2 separate regions of the Oryctolagus cuniculus genome follow, and region 1 is linked to region 2. The links are chromatin contacts, called in public Micro-C maps. All regions are on one chromosome and are shown on one strand. The core of a region is the stretch at or near the end of the contact, and the rest is flanking DNA. Distances in the headings are between cores, read along the strand shown.

What was found. Hi-C and Micro-C count contacts between places; a contact is called where the count stands out from the background.
Region 1: a contact with region 2 is called in a Micro-C map of ear pinna, with 5 times the contacts expected there. The contact joins two enhancer-like sites. A contact is called at or near these places in 2 of 6 Hi-C or Micro-C datasets (ear pinna and an unstated tissue).

The regions. Positions count from the first base shown.
Region 1 is chr4:10,902,659-10,905,428 of mOryCun1.1, reverse strand. All of the region lies in intron 2 of MRPS6 (mitochondrial ribosomal protein S6), which reads left to right. Among named protein-coding and RNA genes, the nearest start is that of SLC5A3, 34 kb to the left of the region's middle. Within about 2 kb of position 1,393, at least 2 of the 8 cell types and tissues checked have an H3K27ac peak or open chromatin away from gene starts, as enhancers often do. A contact at or near this core is called in ear pinna, where this site is marked.
Region 2 is chr4:10,686,239-10,689,107 of mOryCun1.1, reverse strand. No RefSeq gene overlaps it. Among named protein-coding and RNA genes, the nearest start is that of KCNE2, 22 kb to the right of the region's middle. Within about 2 kb of position 1,362, at least 1 of the 8 cell types and tissues checked has an H3K27ac peak or open chromatin away from gene starts, as enhancers often do. A contact at or near this core is called in ear pinna, where this site is marked.

The sequences.
Region 1 (2,770 bases), core at 144-2,643, 220 kb before region 2:
ATTGAGTGGCCGCCTCTACTTTTCATTCTCCCATCCTCCCCTAGAGCGCCCCCCTGCTGCACACGTGCCTGCAGAGGTTGAAAGAGTGGGTCCAGAGCGCTCGGGGAGGAGAGACCTGCTGTAGGGTTAACCAGCAGGTCTTCTCAGAGGCATAGGGTAGACTTTGGAAGCAGTTCTTGGTGTTTATTATTATGTCAAGTCTATTACCAGTTAATGCCAAAGATAAAAATATAGGTATTCTATCCCAAATACTAATTTGGTCAGTCTCCACTCTAGAAGCTGGTTAGGTTCCAGAAATTTGTGTGTAAGCCTGTTGTTTATAACTGAGAACCTACTTTCCTGTTGGAACAACTTGACGGTTGGTTCCCAGACCGGCCCACAGAAATGTACTTAAGGCATGATCCCTGACGGTCAGTAGGATTGGACGAGCATCTGTGTTCAGTAAAGGACCTCTTGAAACTTAAAAATACTCTTCTGTGCTCCGCCTGGCAGCAGGGCACGACCTGGATCTGGGCACCCTCAGCAGGGGTGGGGCCGACATCTCAGACACCTGTCTGTGACTTTATCAGCACTGTTCTCCCAGAGAGAATCCTGCTCAGGTTCCTTGTTTCCCAGGTGATGTGAGTTTAGGAGCAGAAAGGAGTTGACTAGATTCCTCCAATACTGTTAATCTGCTGGCCTGGGGGTTCTGGTCTCTTGGACCCGCGTTCCCGATGGGGGCTTCCAGGCAGTGTCTGGAAACAATTGGCGCATGTCCCAGGCTGGGCACTCAGAGGGCCTGGGAATCACTCCTGGCCCTGGATGTGGGTTCGTCTCTTTCAGGCCCCTTTGATGATGTCCCTGTCTTGATGCCCTTGTCAGCTCTGTGGGAAAGGCAGAGCGGGAGTGGAAAATTCTTCCCGTATCCCTGGCGTCTGAGAGGGGAGGCTGTCCCAGGTGCAGGAGGGAGCAGAGGAAGTAGATGCTCATTTAGGCCCTTGCTGGAAAGGGGGAGACCCTGTACTGTAGGCTCAGAAGCCCCACAGCCTCTGACTCCGTTGCTGCACGCAGCCTAAGGCTCTGTTTCCACTAGATGGGGCTGGACCGAGAGTGCGTTCTGGTGCGAGAGGGAGCTGCAGGAGAAGCTGCTCCGTGGCCTGCCCAGTGTGTGGGGCTTGGCTTGTTGAAAGGCTGCCTCCGACTGCTCTTGCCTCTGGTCTCACCAGGTCTGATTCACTGCAGTGAGCCCGGGCTGCCATCTGCACGCCCGCGCGTAAGCACTCACAAGGAGACCAGGGGTTCTTCTGCCCCTTCGGCCCCTTCTGCCCCGGTCTCTCCTGCTTTAAAATTTGGATAGGGGTCAGCAGCAAAGACTTGCTGGCCTACATATAAGATGCCCTCTATTTACGGGTAAGCAGAATGATAAAAATAACTGGCTCAGTGGAATTTTACTGCCCTGCGCCCCGAGTGTCTGCAGCCTGCTCCGAGAGCCCTGGCACCCTCTCTGGAGGAGGCCGATCCGCCGGCTTTCCTGCCAGCCCACAGGGGGGGCTTTGGTGGGTTTCAAGGAGGCTGCTGTGGCCTTGGGAGTGTCTTTGTAGTGGCAGGGCCCCTGCAGCAGGTTCCGAGTGCGTTAGAATGTACGAGACCCCACAGACAGCAAAAGAAATGGGGCTTCCCGTACAGGGGGGCCTCAGTTTCAAGGTGCTAATTCATCGCCTCAGCAAAGCCGGGATCTGGCGAGGTTTATCCGAGACAGTCTAGGAACTGGCGTCGCGCAGCTCTGTCTCCTGTCTTCTTAAACGCTCCAAGATGCTCCCTGGCTGCGCAGGCCTCCCCTCCCCCTCCCACCCCCACCTACCGGGAGCCACTGAAAGCTTCAGTGGAAATTTCCACTTGTCTGCTAGGGGGAAGGGGGAGGGTGCCTGAGAGAGAGACAAAGAATAGAACTCAAATCCAAGCAAGCTCCCGGCGTGGAAAGCCTGTAAACACAGGGTTAAGACGAGAGTGAAATACAAAAAGCAACATGAGCTTTACATCCTAGGGCCGCTGCGTCTCCTCTCTGCACGCCTGGGGGGCAGGCGGCCGTGGAGGCTGGCAGTCCAGGCAGTCCGCGCGCCCCGCGTGTGCCGGGTGAGAGGTGGTGGTAGGGCAGGACCCACAGGGGCAGGAGTGGCACGGGCGGTCCTGGGGCTTTTCGAATCTCCAGGAGGTTTCCATCATTGGGGTGCTGCACTTTGTCGTGTGAGAGGAGCACAAGGAAGTGTGGGGGACAGGTTCTGCTAGGAAGGAGCCCGCCATTCCTCCAGCTCTCCAACCCTGTGTGCCGTCGGAACACCTTTGTGTGCTGAACCTTTGCTGGCACCGCCCGGCCTTCTCTCTCAGCCTCAGTCATCTCCTTTAATGTCTGCAGGGCTGGTGCACATGAAAGTTACACACTTGTCGAGAAAAGACAGGCTCTCGGGTAGGGCTGCTGTGAGCCCTGTAGGTGAAGGGATTCTCTGATCAGAGCGAGCCTCTCAGTGTAGACACCGCTGGGCTTTGTGGTCGAGGCAGTGGTGACGCCCTCATCCACGCTGGGGGCCTGGAGCGCGTGGTTGAAGGTCCTGGAAGTGCGGTGAATAATCAGATACCAGGTAACTGAGCTGGGCCTCGCCCAGGGGACCCGTCTACCCATTGGTTCCATCGCTGAGGAGAGCGGGGAGCTGCGACTTGGAGAACTTGGTTTGTTTGCTCTTTCTCACTAGACTGTCAGCCCTGGGGTATGTCTGCACTCAGTGCCGTCGAATTC
Region 2 (2,869 bases), core at 113-2,612:
GATGCAGGGAGATGACGGAGTGACTCGGGCATTGATAGGGTGTGGGTGTGATCTGTTCCCCCGAGGGTTCGTGTGTTGGAAGCCTGGTCCCAAGTGTGGCCATGGAGAGGTGGAGGGAGCCTCATTGGCAGGGCCTAGCAGGTGGTCATTACGGGTCCCTCCCTGGCTTCCTGCCTAGAGGTGTGATCTGCCCCTCTCCCGTGTGTTCCCAGCCCTCTGGTGCCACCAGCCACAAAGCCCTCACAGAGCCCAGACGGTGCTGGTGCCAGGCCATCCAGGAGCCAGAACTGTGCGTTAAATAAACCTCTTTCCTTCACACAAGTTCCCCCGTCTCGGGTGTTTGTATAGTGACGGAAAGTGGACTAATGCAGGCGTCCCCAGTTTGGGGCCCAGCACCCCAGCTCCTGTTCCTGGTCCCTGGAAGCGGTGTTGCAGTGACTCAGAAGGCTGAGCCACAGAAGAAGGTGCCAGGGCCAGTCCCTGACACCCGGGTCGTAGGTGACCAAGAGCGGAGTGGACGGGACGACAGATGAGCAGCCGTGCTGCCCAGATGAGGGAGTTACGACTTCCTCCAGATGGAGACCAGTGGGAGACTGTCTGGCGAGGAAATGCCGTTGGAGCTGCATCTTCCGCATGAGTTTTCTTGGAGAAAGGCCACGACAGTCATGAGGCCAGGGGGGTGGAGGTGTCAAGGCCATGGTGAGCTGGGGACCAGGGTTCAGAGGGAAGGTTTCCCTGGGCGGCACATCTCCCGACCCTACAGCATCCGAGCCTCCTTATTGACCCAGACAGTGGGTGGCTGATGGGAACCATCTGTTGGAACGAGGCTTCTTCAAGGGGTGCAGTAGGAGGCCTTGTTCCAAACGCAGCTGAGAACGGAGCAGGCCGGTTGGGACTCCCTACTGCCCCCAGGTGGACGGGGGCGGGGCAGCTGCTCGCTGGACAGCAGAGGCAGGATGCGGAGATGTGACTTCTTTCAGCTCTCCCGCGCCCCCTGGATGTGCCCATCCTGGGAGATTTCTGAGCAGAAAACTGGTCTTGAGAGCTTTTGCTACCTGCCCAGGGTCCCAGAGGGCGCCATGCCCTGCTCTCTCCTCTCCGGCCTCAGCTGCAACAAATGTCTCCAGTAGCCACCTTAATCACACGGGGCAAGCATCTATTTTCGTTACATAAACAGAGTTGTCTACATTTGGATTCCGGGGCTGGCTGCAGGAATTCGTAAACAGCGTGGTGTACGTGTTTCACAGAGAGCTGCCAGGACAGGCTCCCTGCCCCCTGCCAGTTGTCCAGTTTTCCCTTTTATAGGGAGTCTGCCTGGGACCGAGAGAGAGAACTTATTAGGGAATGAAGGGCCATCTCCCAGGCACATTCCTCTCCCTGACCCCAGTCGCTTCCACCTCCTCGCCCTCGAGTTCAAGGTCTGGGCCAAGCTGAGATGGCCCCTGAGTGGTGGATCCCTCCTCACTTCCACTTTCTCATAAACACGAATGTCAACCTCAAGGCTAACAGCCGTGGGCAGAGCTGGACTCCCAGAAAGGTACCAGGCAGTTCTGAAGCTGGAGGCAGATTCCAACCACCCTTGGCCACTGCTGACCCTCTCCGAGCCGAGCCTGTCTGTGACGTCACGACGTCATGTGGCGTCTCCTGTCTCCTCCCTCCCAGGAGCCTCCCCGAGCTCCAAGCAGGGGCCCACAAGCTCCCGAGAGCGATGACTGGGGCAGCTCCGAGGAGAACAGGGGCATTCATTTCTAGTCCCCTTTCCTTTAATAGCCATGAATGAAGCAACTATTTGAATTGGGGTCTGTGTTCAGCTCCGAAGGCCTTAGAGGTTGTAAAACACAAATCGCTGGTGTCAGAAGCTGCACTGAAAGGGGGAAATGGTGAGAGTCACTTCAGCGGCTTCGGGATGGCAGAGGGAGCTGCTTCACTGAGCACAGGGACTTCAATAGGTTCATGGAAAAATGAAATCCAGAGATAAGTTTATGTTGGTGCAAAAAAAAGTTCATAAATCCACACATACTTCTTCCATGATATGCTTTTCCTGTGAACTTGATGGAGTTCCTTCTATATGCTCACCAAATGGACGACTGGATGGTCTGTGACTGAGTGTGGAGCCTGTTGTAGCGGCTGCAGCTGAATCTCAACCTTAAATTTAGTGCAGGTTCACTGAAGTTTTCTGAAACGTCGAGCCAAGATTACAGGTCACCCCCCCCCCCCCCCGCCGCCCTTTGCCTGGGACTAAGGGAGTTCCCAGGACACAGCACAGAAAAGTTCCCACACAAACCAGAACGACTTGGTCACCCTACTCGAAATGCAAAGAAAATAGAAATAAGACGCAGCGAAGTTCCTGTATAGAAAATATCCAAGTTGGGAAAAAAGAGAGGATGTTGGGCACACAGCACACATGAAGCTTGTGTGCTTCTCCTGCCGTATTTTAGCATCAGAGACTGAAGAAGCAGGAAGGCGTCTGCCCATGAGGAAAGAAACGGGGCACGAATAGGTTATGAGAAAGTGGGCACCGACGAGCAAAAACAAGAGGGTCTCGGTTCTTCAAACAAACTCAATGTTAAACAAAGCTACTGATATGTCTCTACTTCCTCTGCACATAGAAATGCAGGCCTCTTAATCCCTCAAAATGCATAAGAGCTTGGAACACTTATCTCTTTTGCAGGAGCAAACCTGTGTTCAGAAAAGCTGAAGTTAGACTAAGCAGTTTCAAACAGCTGGTGGAAGTTTCCGGATCACAGCGAGATGTTCTGTGTCTGTGTGCTGTCAAGCGTATCCCTTTTAGAAGGATGTGCAGATGCTAACAGCGATTGCTAAGGAAGTAGGGGTAGGCTGCTTTGATAAGGGGCTTAATGAGCTATAA